Regions from separate parts of the Mus musculus genome. Here regions 1, 2 and 4 are each linked to region 3. A link is a contact called in public promoter capture Hi-C data. All regions are on one chromosome and are shown on one strand. Each heading gives the region's core, a stretch centred on a gene start, on an enhancer-like site or on the middle of the called end of the contact. The rest is flanking DNA. Distances are from core to core; before and after follow the strand shown. Region 1 holds the start of Erbb3 (erb-b2 receptor tyrosine kinase 3). Region 2 holds the start of Esyt1 (extended synaptotagmin-like protein 1). Region 3 holds the start of Shmt2 (serine hydroxymethyltransferase 2 (mitochondrial)). Region 4 holds the start of Bloc1s1 (biogenesis of lysosomal organelles complex-1, subunit 1).

The links. Promoter capture Hi-C pulls out the DNA fragments that hold promoters and counts their contacts.
Region 1: a promoter capture Hi-C map of embryonic stem cells shows a contact between it and region 3. The contact joins the promoter of Erbb3 here to the promoter of Shmt2 in region 3. A contact is called at or near these places in 3 of 39 promoter capture datasets (embryonic stem cells, liver and pre-B cells) and 1 of 484 Hi-C or Micro-C datasets (embryonic stem cells).
Region 2: a promoter capture Hi-C map of pre-B cells shows a contact between it and region 3. The contact joins the promoter of Esyt1 here to the promoter of Shmt2 in region 3. A contact is called at or near these places in 5 of 39 promoter capture datasets (cranial neural crest, embryonic stem cells, liver and 2 more).
Region 4: a contact with region 3 is called in a promoter capture Hi-C map of pre-B cells. The contact joins the promoter of Bloc1s1 here to the promoter of Shmt2 in region 3. A contact is called at or near these places in 1 of 39 promoter capture datasets (pre-B cells) and 1 of 9 other capture datasets (adipose tissue).

What each region holds. Positions count from the first base shown.
Region 1 is chr10:128,588,061-128,591,009 of GRCm38.p6, reverse strand. It overlaps Erbb3 (erb-b2 receptor tyrosine kinase 3), which reads left to right and starts at 1,375. Exons shown (of 28, transcript NM_010153.2): 1 at 1,375-1,590. The coding sequence starts at 1,509.
Region 2 is chr10:128,524,449-128,527,148 of GRCm38.p6, reverse strand. It overlaps Esyt1 (extended synaptotagmin-like protein 1), which reads left to right and starts at 1,290. Exons shown (of 31, transcript NM_011843.2): 1 at 1,290-1,685. The coding sequence starts at 1,326.
Region 3 is chr10:127,520,860-127,523,905 of GRCm38.p6, reverse strand. Shmt2 (serine hydroxymethyltransferase 2 (mitochondrial)) reads left to right here and starts at 1,462. Exons shown (of 12, transcript NM_028230.4): 1 at 1,462-1,618; 2 at 2,791-2,988. The coding sequence starts at 1,586.
Region 4 is chr10:128,922,266-128,924,965 of GRCm38.p6, reverse strand. It overlaps Bloc1s1 (biogenesis of lysosomal organelles complex-1, subunit 1), which reads left to right and starts at 1,442. Exons shown (of 4, transcript NM_015740.3): 1 at 1,442-1,591; 2 at 2,240-2,312. The coding sequence starts at 1,531.

The sequences.
Region 1 (2,949 bases), core at 126-2,625, 1.1 Mb before region 3:
ACAGATACCTAAATGGGTTTGCAGAGAAAGCCTGTTGACTTGAGTTCCATCTCACAACCCCGGTAAAAGTGGAAAGCGATAATCGACTCCCCCAAAGTTGTCTTCCAGCTTCCATACGCATATCATAGCGCGAACGATCATACACACAGGAATGATAACAAATTTTTTTAAAAATTGTAGCAGGAGAGCCGGATATGGTGGCGCACATCTGTACTTGGGAGGTGGAAGCCAACAGTCTCAGCCATATAATATATTCGAGGCCAGCCTGAGCTATATGAACTATATGAGACCTTGTCTCAAAACCAAAAAATAAACAAAAGAGAAGAAAGGAGTGTAGCTGATAGCCTTAGCCTAGGGGGAGGGGACCATAAATTCTCAGGGCAAAATCTTGGAATGCCAATGTAAGGGATGCGAAATGTAAGGAGTTGGGCACCAGGGGGCGCCAGTCGGACCCGTCCGGGACGAAGCAACCCAGGGTCCCGGGGGTCATGTGCGGTGACTTCCCCGCGCCCCTCTTCGCTGTCGCCTCCGGGGTGAGCGTTGCTGTGCCCTTTGGGGTCCGCGGAGGAGAGGCGGGAACCGCGGCCGTCCGGACGGCGCGGTCGGTCCCTCAGAGACAGCTGTTCTCTCGGGAGGCCGTGGGGGGCAGCAGAGGGGACGGCGACAGGTGCGGGAGCCCCTCCCCGGGCAGAAGTGGGAAGGCGGACTCCGGGGTCTGTTCCCAGGCTGGAAACCGCCCCCGCCCCCCAGGCAAATCCCCCCGAGAGGCCGAGCCGGCGCCGGGTCTGCAGGAGGAAGCGGCCGGAGACAGTGCGATTTCACGCAGCCTCCGGGGCTCGGGTTCCCGAGCTGGGTACATGAGTTACGGGGCTTTGCGTCCCGGGGAAACTGAGGTGGCATGAACGCTAGGCTGAAAAACAACCTCCCACTCGAAAAAATAGAAATACTCACACTCCGAAAGAAAAAAAAAATCCCTCAAGTGATCCAACCGGCTAGGGGAGTTGAGTGATTTGGTTAATGGGCGAGGCCAGCTTTCTGGGGGCTGGGCTTCGGAGCGCTCTCCCTACGCGCATTCACTACCTTTCCCCCGCCTGGGGACGTTTGGAATCTTGATCTCCTCTTAACCATCTCCGGGGGAAATTGCTGGAGTGAGACCCCTCCTTGACCCTCTTGGCCAAGCTGTGGGCTGGCGGGGCACGCTTGGGCGGGTGTCTCGGGCTACAACCATCAGGACTCCAGCCTCGCACGGGAGGGGGCGCGGCCGTGACTCACCCCTTTCCCCCTTCACTCCCTCCCTCCCTCCCTTCCTCCCTCCCTCCCAGACAGACACCCTCCCCTGCCGTCCCGCTCCGGACTCCGACTACGGCTCCGGTTGCAGTTTGCAACCTCCGCTGCCGCCGCGGCCACCTAATCGCTGGCTGTTCAGGTGGCTGTCGCCTGGATGTCCTCCTAATCTTGGGGGCCCCGGGCCAGACTCGGCTGGGCTCCCTTCACCCTCCACTGTAATCATGAGTGCGATTGGGACTCTGCAGGTGCTGGGTTTCCTTCTCAGCCTGGCCCGGGGTTCCGAGATGGGCAACTCTCAGGCAGGTAAGCCGCGCGGGAGCCCCAGCAGGCTGGAAGCTGGGGGCGCAATCTGAGCGCTCGCAGACCCTGGGCAAGGAGTTTGGGTTCTGACGCTTTGAACTGGGGGGTGCGGTACAGGGTCTGCTCGGACCACCAAGGAGGGGACCGTGTGCCTCAGTTCTTGGAGTGGGCTGGTCAGGGACTGCATTCCTGTATGCCTACCCTTATTCCCAGGGCGTCGCCGACCCTCTAATTGGTTTTATTCTGATCTGGTTGGTGCCGAACAGTAGTTCACACTTGAGAGTCTTGGGAGGAGGGTGGGCAGGGACCCTTCTGTAAACGTAAGGAGCCTTGGCTTGAAAGGGTCTCCGTTTGCTCTCAGGTTCCCTGGCCCCCACCCCATTCCAGGTTTCAACAACCCCCAGTTTCGTTGTTTTGCCGACAGGGCGGGGCTATGCAAGGGTTTGAAGTTGTTGTTTTCTAATGTTGGAAAAACAAGAATGGCACCTCCTCTTCCGTGAGTGGGGCTGTCCTGAGAAGGCTGAGATTAACCTGAGGGCCAAGTCCAGGTGACATCAGTGAGAGGTCTCACAGAGGCTGACTGCCTGCTTTCCCATAAGATAAACCGGTCCCCAACTTAACCAACTTCTCTTTATCAAGACCCAGGTTAATTCAGTGAACATGTTGGGCATCTATTACATACTATACTATTTCCAGGTTATATACCCTAAGCTGGAGCTCTGGAAGAAAGGACAATCAGACCTCTTTCTCTCTCCAATCTAAGGCCACCTCTCCCACCTTCTGAACATTCTACTCTGTGAACTGGCTCCTAGACCCAACTTCTGCCCTTCCCCCATTCAATGCCATCTGAGCCTGTTCCGTGTCTCTGGGACTATGGACACTTGAAGAGCACTAGAATTGGTATCATTAGAGTCCTGTTGATCTTTCCCCTTTCCCAGATCCCCAGATCTCAGTTTGGGGTTGGCACATTCATTGCCCCTTCCCCAGAGTGGGAGTGGGAGAAACCACCTGTGCTTCCCCCACAGTTGCTGGGCCTAAATTTAGCCCCTGGGATCTTGAGATGTGAACACTCCCAGCTGGTGGAGGGGGTGGTCTGGAGACTGAAGTGGGAGGGGCCAGGGGAGTGACTGGATCACTGTCCCATCTGACTGTGCCCCCACCAACCAGGAACCCAAGAGTCCAAGATTCCCACCACCCTCCTCAAGAGGCAGGGAGCAGGCATGTTTAGTTCTCTATCCTTTATCTCCATCCTGAGCCTCTGGGCATCCGGCCCTGTCTCAAGCCTTGTATAGCCCCTTTGTCCCCTTGTGTGTGTGGCTGGGGCTTCTGAGGGCTGGAGGTTCTTGGTCTGCGCAGTCAATG
Region 2 (2,700 bases), core at 41-2,540, 1.0 Mb before region 3:
TGGCGGGGGCCATCCCTGGGCTGCTGGTCCTAGGTTCTATAAGAAAGCCGGGGGCTGGTGAGATGGCTCAGTGGGTAAGAGCACCCGACTGCTCTTCCGAAGGTCCGGAGTTCAAATCCCAGCAACCACATGGTGGCTCACAACCATCCGTAACAAGATCTGACTCCCTCTTCTGGGGTGTCTGAAGACAGCTACAGTGTACTTACATATAATAAATAAATCTTAAAGAAAGAAAGAAAGAAAGAAAGAAAGAAAGAAAGCCGGTTTAGCAAGCCAGTGAGCAGCACCCCGTCCCCCGCCCCCCATGGCCTCTGCATCAGCTCTTGCCTCCAGGTTCCAGCCCGGTTTCAGTTCCTGCCTGGACTCCCTTCAATGATGGACTATGATATGGAAGTGTAAGTCAAACAGACCTTTTCCTCCCCGACCTGATTTTGGTCAGCATCAGGAAACTATTGCAAAATGTAATAATTACTGCTGCCGTTGAACACCGCCCCTCCCTGACTATAATCTTAATCGGCCCTCTATGATAGAGATGACTAACTCTGGATTCTAAAAAGAAACAAAATCTCACTTATCTACCGATCTCCTCCCCTCACCCCACTTCTTCAAGACTGGAGTATTAGAACTCTAATGTTCATCACGCCCCAGCTGTCGCTGACTTGTTCCTTTTCACGGACAAGATAGGGGGACTGAGGACAGCACAGACAGGGCCGCTAGACAGGGTCGGTCATCCTAGACTTTCGTTCTAAATCGGTCTAATTTCCCTAACGTTTCGCAAGGGCAGCCAGTAAAAACTCAAAGAATATTCTTAGAGGCAAAAACGAACGTTCTCTGAGTATCAAACGCTGGGAAAGTTGACAAAGAATATTTAAGATTCAGACCAAACCCTGCCAAACCATTTGAACGTGTGGAGAGATACACCCTCAACTCTAGCTCACTCTGAACTCAGTAATTAGAGTAGCGGCTCTGCATGACGTAACTCCACAGGCGCTCCAATCCCACGTGGGAGGAGCAGCTGCTCCCGCCTCTTAAGTGGGACGCTACGCCCCGTTCTCTCCGTGACCAGTCAAATACTGTCTTTTGGTTTCTTTCCCCCCCTTTTCCCGCCATCCAACCCTCCCATCTTGACCCTCTGGTCCAATCACGGAGGCCCTGCCATCCCAAGTCCTCTCTAGCTTCCCAAGTCTACGCGGCGCTGCCCCAACAGGCAGGGGCGGGGCGGGGCTTGAGGTCCCGGGGGGAGCACCATATATTACTGGGGGGGAGCTGGACCAGACACTGAGCTGCCTGCAGCTGCTCGGGCGGGCACTCCCAGAAGCTGCCCCATGGAGCACTCCCCTGAAGAGGGCGCCAGCCCCGAGCCGTCAGGGCAGCCCCCTGCCACGGACTCCACGCGGGACGGGGGCTCCGGGGTCCCACCTGCCGGCCCAGGTGCGGCGAGCGAGGCCCTGGCGGTGCTGACTTCCTTCGGGCGCCGCTTGTTGGTGCTGGTGCCGGTGTACCTGGCAGGGGCAGCGGGTCTTAGCGTAGGTTTCGTGCTTTTCGGCCTCGCCCTGTACTTGGGCTGGCGCCGGGTCCGCGATGGGAAAGAACGGAGCCTGAGGGCAGCGAGGCAGCTGCTGGATGACGAGGAGCGGATCACCGCAGAGACGCTTTATATGAGCCACCGGGAACTACCTGCCTGGGTGAGTTACCACTTCAGCCCTTGGTGCAGTATAGCTCTTCCTAGCCCCTCAACTTGGGGCTCTCCCACCCTACAAAGTCAGCTCCCCCACCTAGGACAGCGGGCCCCCAGACTTTGCATCGTCCCGTTAGCGCTTGTGTGCTGGGACGCACCACTCCTGGACGCGGCCACCCACTCTCCCCGCCCACCCTTGCCGCAGAGCGGATCCTTCCACGGAATCGGGACTTCTTCCTCCGTCTCCTCGGACTACAGCAGTACATCTGAGCTGCCGCTCCCAGCCAAGCGTGTAGAATGCTCGCTCCTCCTGACTTCTGGTGCCACTCGCGCCTTTGCCGCGCTGCCTCTGGGGATCCCTCCACCCCCCACCCCGCGATGGCTCAGAGGTTCCCCCGCCTTTGCTAGCGCTTTCAAGGCTTTTTATCTACTTCAGGGCATTAGGGTTTTCCGTTTCCTGCCTTGTCTCTAGGTACCCGCTGAGACCCAGCCCTGCAAGCATTGTTCCGCTGAGTCCCAGCACCTGGAAATGACCTATCGCGGTCGCCTTCCAGCCTCAAGCCAGCCGGGCTGCTGGGCTAAGGGAGGAGGAGGTTCTGGGAAGAGGGTAGTGCGGCAGCTGTAGTTCCCGCTGCTCCTTTTTACTCGTACCCAGGGCGGCCCCACCCTTTTCCGGACTGTGAGCAGCCTTCGCTCGCTCGTTTGCTCAGCCGACCCAGGCCCTCATTACTATACCCTGTCTCCTGGGCTGAAAAGATGCCTCCCTCTGACCTTGCTAAGCTGAGCGGGTTACCAACCCCTTTGGGGTACCCTCCCTACTCTTCTCACTTAGAGGTGACAGGTAGAGAGAGGCAGACACCAGTCACACTTGCCATTCCCTGGAGAGAAAAGAAGAAGAAACGGTTTCATGTGCCCTAAGTAGCAACTGTTATTGCTACTCTTTATCCTTGGAATTAACCCAACACCTCCCTACCTCCGTGTACAGCACAGGTGTCCTTTCCCACTCAGGAAGAAAGAGAAAG
Region 3 (3,046 bases), core at 213-2,712:
TGAGCCAGCCTGGTCTACACAGAGAGTTCCAAGACAGCTAGTGATATACAGTGGAACCCTGTCTCCAAAAACCAAAAAACAACTCCACCCCACCTCCCCCCAAAAAAACTGAACCCAAAAACCACCACCAAAACCTGACTCACAGGGCTATGTCTCTGTCTCTGTCTCCCTCCTTCCCTCCATCCATCCCTCCCCCCTCCCTTCCCCCCTTCCCCCCCTCCCTCCCTCCCTCCCTCCCTCCCTCCCTCCCTCCCTCCCTCTTATCTGGGTATAAGAGAACAAAGTGAAGTGTTTCGTGTTGTCTGGGTCACTATTAGTGAGCCCCTTGTGTCTCCAGGGCTAAGGCATGGCTAAATGTCTACTGAATGAGTAAAGGTATAAAATGGCTATCAGAGGCCAATGGTTCTCAAAACCACTGCTTCCTGGAATCCCCAAGAGGTTTGGTTGTGTGTCTCTGAGCAGAGGCCTTAAGAAGATGTCCTCAAGCGGTGGTGGCGCACGCCTTTAATCCCAGCACTCAGGAGGCAGAGGCCAGCAGATTTCTGAGTCCGAGGCCAGCCTAGTCTACAGAGTGAGTTCCAGGATAGCCAGGGCTACACAGAGAAACCCTGTCTCAAAAAACAAAAACAAAAAACAAAAACAAAAACAAAAAAACAAAACACAAAACAAAACAACCCCCCCCCCAAAAAAAACAAAAACAAAAAAAGAAGTGGGCGACTGCTGGGGAGTAAGGGAGATGTAAATAAGAAACGAATGCAAACCGTGTGAGAAGAGGAGGGATGGCTACTCTGCTCTCACCTGACAGCTGGATAGACACAGAGGAGGCAGGCTGTGAGTCAGGGGAAGAGGACAACCCACCGGAGCCAGCGTCCGAATGCGAAGTTTCATTTAATCCCTTCTACAAGCTCTTTGTGTTGGAGTGGGCAAAGTGTGACAGGCTCATCTGAGGTCCACTGTCCTCTAACTTCACATGTAGCTGAGGCTACTAGCCTTGACCTTTCAATCTCTCTGTCTCCACTTCCCTAGTACTGGAATGACAATGTCATGGTTTAACATTGGAAGAAACGGAGGACTTTGTGTTGTAATCCTAAAGCAAGGATTTGAGTCTTTTACCCTTTCAAACTATATCTGCTTTCACTGTGTGTATTTATCTTCTAAATATGTTTTAAATCTCCCTGAGAACCATATGCTAGATATGCTTGGTAGGCATAAACCACACGAAAATAAACAAACAAACAAACAAACCAAAAAGCGCTTGCCTGGAAAACCGGAAGGAAAAACAAAACAGAAACTCTGAAGAGCTTCAAGAAAGGACATGGAGGAGCTTTAAGTCTAAGAACTTTTCAGGCAAAGCTCTCCATACCGGGACTTGTATAGATGGGAAAGAGCAAAGTAAAAAACTACAATTCCCAGAAGGCAATTTTTTAAAAAAACCCAGTACTGCGCATGCGCAGGGAACGCCTCTTTCACTCGAACTTCACGGGGGCAATTTTCTCGCGCACGCGTTCTAAGAGCAGCTGGTTTTCGACCCCGGTACTACACCGATACAGAGTTAGTGGCTAGTCCTCCTGTGCCTCCTGTAGCGATGGTATCCTTCTCTTTGCTTCGGACCACTCGGGTAAGAACAGGGTTCTGTTTACTGGATGATCAGTGGAAAGGCCCACCCAAAGTGGGGTTCTCCTGGCTCCTTGCTGCACGTGTTCTGGGGCCTCGGGGAACAGATGCTTAACCAGGAAATCCCTGAGACAGCACATGTGCGGTGGCTGGGCCCCTAGTTCTGGCGATCAGACGACCTAGGTAGGGTCTTGTAGTCACCCAGTTGACACGACTCTTAAGGTAAAGGTCCGCAGACGCTGTGTTAACAATATCCTAGCAAACAAGTGGGGTTCCCGGCTTCGATGCGCTAGTTGAATTTTTCCCGCCAGCTCTGAGCTATGGAGATGATGCAACCGAGCCTCAGTACTTTCATCACGCAAGGGTCCTGCTGCTGTGTGGGCAGGAAGGAGGTAGCGAGGTGCTGTGTGTGTGTGTCTGTGAGTGTGAGATAAAATTAAGATTTTGGGCAAACACCTTCAGCCTACCCCAACTCCCGCCAGTACACAACTCTTTCCAAGAACTGCTTAAAAGTCTATCCTCCTACTTTTTAAAGGTTGCTCTGGAAACCACCCTTTAAAAGCCTCTGGTGTTAAGCCCTGTTAGCTTGGTATCTTCTCTCATGGAGGTATTCATGTCCGGAGGCCCTGCAGGAAGTCCACCTCTTATGTTTATGAATATTTTAACTGCACTGTGTGTGCACTGCGTGCATGCCTGGGTACCCACAGAGGTCAGAGGAGGGCATCAGATCTCTTGGAACTGGAGTTACAGATGGTTGTTAGCTGTTTTGTGGGTGCTGGAAGATGAACCGCTGTCCCCCACAAGAGCAGCCAGGACCTTAGGATGGTCATTTTGTTCCTGTGTGTGGGGAGACTCTGGAATCGCAGTGTCTCTCACCTGAATTGGAGGGACATGGGCTTCTGGGGCACAAGCTTTGCTCTGTGACTTTGCAGAGTCACTCAGGGTGATTAGGGATGCGTTGTGTTAGAGTTGACCAAAACTGCCCTTTGGATAATGATCTGAACCTTTGACTCTAGAACTTGCTATTCAAGATGAAAGTGGGGGTAGAGAGCACTGACTGCTGGCCGGACCAGGCTGCGTACTTAGCCAGAGGGCTCGATCTGTACCCATGACTGAGGGCAGCTGGGAGAAGAGATCTGGACAATTTTTAATTAACCCTGGCCTTTCTGCCCTGAGCCTCTGCAGAGATGTGGTCAGCTGGTCTGCATGGCTGCCCGGGCCCAGCACAGCAAGGTGGCCCAGACGCAGGCTGGGGAAGCAGCTGGAGGTTGGACGGGCCAGGAGAGTTTATCAGACAGTGACCCTGAGATGTGGGAGCTTCTGCAGAGGGAGAAGGACAGACAGTGTCGCGGCCTGGAGCTCATCGCCTCAGAGGTAGGACGTGAGGATATGGGTCAAAGAGCGCGAGCTACGGTGCGCGCAGGGAACACCA
Region 4 (2,700 bases), core at 193-2,692, 1.4 Mb before region 3:
AACAGTCTCAGACATGAATTAGCCCCACGTCCCTCAGCTTTGGAAGCACTCTGGAATCACCTGATACAGAGATGATAGATAGCTAGATAGCTAGCTAGCTACATACATACATACATACATACATACATACATACATAGATCAATCCTTCAGAAAGTCTATTTAATAAATAAATTTGGGATCAAGTTTCTTTTTAATTGGGAGTAGGAGACAGGGTCTTGCTATGTAGCCCAAGCTAATCTAGAACTCCCCATTCTTCCACCTCAGCCCCCTGACAGGTTTGCATCAGTATACCATACATGACAGTATTATTTACAAACTCTTCAATGCGGTTCTACTCTTTAGCCAGAGCTAAACATTAGTCTAATCACCTTAGTTTATTAACAATCAAACTAAAGCTCAGAATGGGTAAGAAAATTGACCAAAGTTTGGCCAGCATGTCTCCACATTCGTTTTTTTGTGGTCTGTGTGTTTCTGCTTTGAGACAAGGTCTCTCTACATATTGCTAGCTGCCCCAAAGTTTGTTCTGTAGACCAGGATGGCCTCAAATACACAGACATCCTCCTGCTTCTGCCTCAGGCCTGCTAGAATCAAAGTTGTGGGACACATGGTATGTCTGCACACTTGTAATGCACCCCTTAGCTCCGGTTACTTGTAGCGCTGGTGGATTCCTGGCCACCATGAAAAGCACAAGGAGCCTAGGGGACAGAGAGAGAGAGAGAGAGAGAGAGAGAGAGAGAGAAACAACAGCAATAAATTGATGGTGTTTATAATTTTTCTAGTTGGAATTAGTCCTGGAAGCATTCCTCCTTAGTCGGAGAAGCACTGTATAATTTACCTTTCACTTTGGCAGTAGCACTTACGCTTCTGCCACGACTAAAATGGGTTCGCATTCCCTGACCACAAAAGGACAGAGATAGATCTGCGCATTCACCACTCACTGCCCGCAACATTAGCAAAGCTCCCTAGAAGGCTGCTTGAGGTGCCTAAAATGCTGCTCTACAGTGATCACCCAGAGCTGAGAGAACCTCGGTGGAGAGGTGAGAAGACAAGAGGGCTGGGAAATAAGAGAAAGCATTCTCTTCTAGGGAGAGGAAGCTGGGAATCCACTGAGAATCGGCCGGCATTGCCAGGAGGTAAGGTGAGGGAAGGAGAAGAATTTCAATGAGTTCAGAGAGCTTCTGCTACCCTAGTAACAGAAGTGTAGTGGACAGCATCAGGACACCAATCCTCTCAAAACCCGACAGCCAGAGCATGTGAAAACTGACTCTTCAGCATGACTAAATGCGAAAAGTGTTCCTGACTCCAGAAACTGAGCCTCATTAGCGAACAGCTCACCCACCAAGCAACCAACCCTCCACTTCGCTCCTTTAGCTCCTCAATACCAACCACCAGATGCCAAAAGCAGAGGGAGGCTCTTGCGTCACGTGATACTGCGATCACGTGACGCCTTCCGGGTGAGCCAAGGCATAGTCCAGTTCCTGCAGCCTTAGGGAGGGGTCCGCCGTGCCCACACCCAGCCAGACTCGACCATGCTGTCCCGCCTGCTCAAAGAACACCAAGCCAAGCAGAACGAACGCAAGGAGCTGCAGGGTGAGCTCAGCGTCCGGTCGGTCGGCAGCTCCCGGCCGCGGCCTAGCTTCTTCCAGAGGCCTGGACCTCGGGTAACCTCCCAGATCAAGGAGAGGGCGCCGGCTAGCGGGCGACCCGAGTGCCGGGCAGGGAATTGGGGGCGGCACTTCTGGAAACTCCGTCCCCTTGCCAACCAGCCCTGGTCCCCTTGGCACCACTCGGGTCCCTGCGCCACCTCCCTCAATCCCGCCCAGGCGGCGCCTGAGTCCCGCCCCTGGAGCGCGAAACGCGTTGCCAATTGGCCCAGCCAGCTTCTCACCCCGGAAGTGGGAGGAATTGGGGACTGCCCAGTCTGCCACACAGCTAAGGCACAACTTTCCCCAGGCCTAGACTGGGAATCCTGGAGTTGCCAATCCATTGCCCAAAGTAGTGGAAAAAGGATGTCTAGGAAGAGTCCTGGGCGTACCTGATGGAGTGTCCATTCCCTTCTCAGGGCCCCAGTTTCTTTGCCTCCAAAATAAAGGGGTTTGTTTTGTTTATGTATGGAAGGTTCTTTTTAAGAGGTCTGGCATTAGTTGGCAGTTTCTAGAACAGTAATAAGTGCGTGAGGACCCATTAGCACCATCTTTCAAATACGAAGTCTGCTCCAACCCCTTTCCCCTTCCCCAGAGAAGAGGAGGAGAGAAGCTATCGCTGCAGCGACCTGCCTGACCGAAGCGTTGGTGGATCACCTCAACGTGGGGTATGAACCTCTTCCCTCAACTCCGGTTTCCTCCATCCACCCTGGTTACACAGCATCTGGGCCAGCTTTCAGAAGGACCCGGTGCTCCAGTAACTCCTCTGATCTGTCCCCTCCCCCTAATGTAACTTTGTGGAGACTTGAGTCAGCTTTCACTCTCTAACGCTGATGGGGGCGACAGCTGCAGTGGTTGGGAAAACAGAATTCCCCTCCCCACACTAACTTCCCTGGCACAACTTGATGCCATCTGGCCAACTCGACTAACCCTTATATGTCCAGCTGTCACTTGGGTGGGAGGGAAGGACAACCTCTTCCACCACGTACCCTCTTTCCTTCCTCACCTCCTACTCTCTGGAAAGCCTGCGAAACAAATGGCAGGAACAGGATGGCA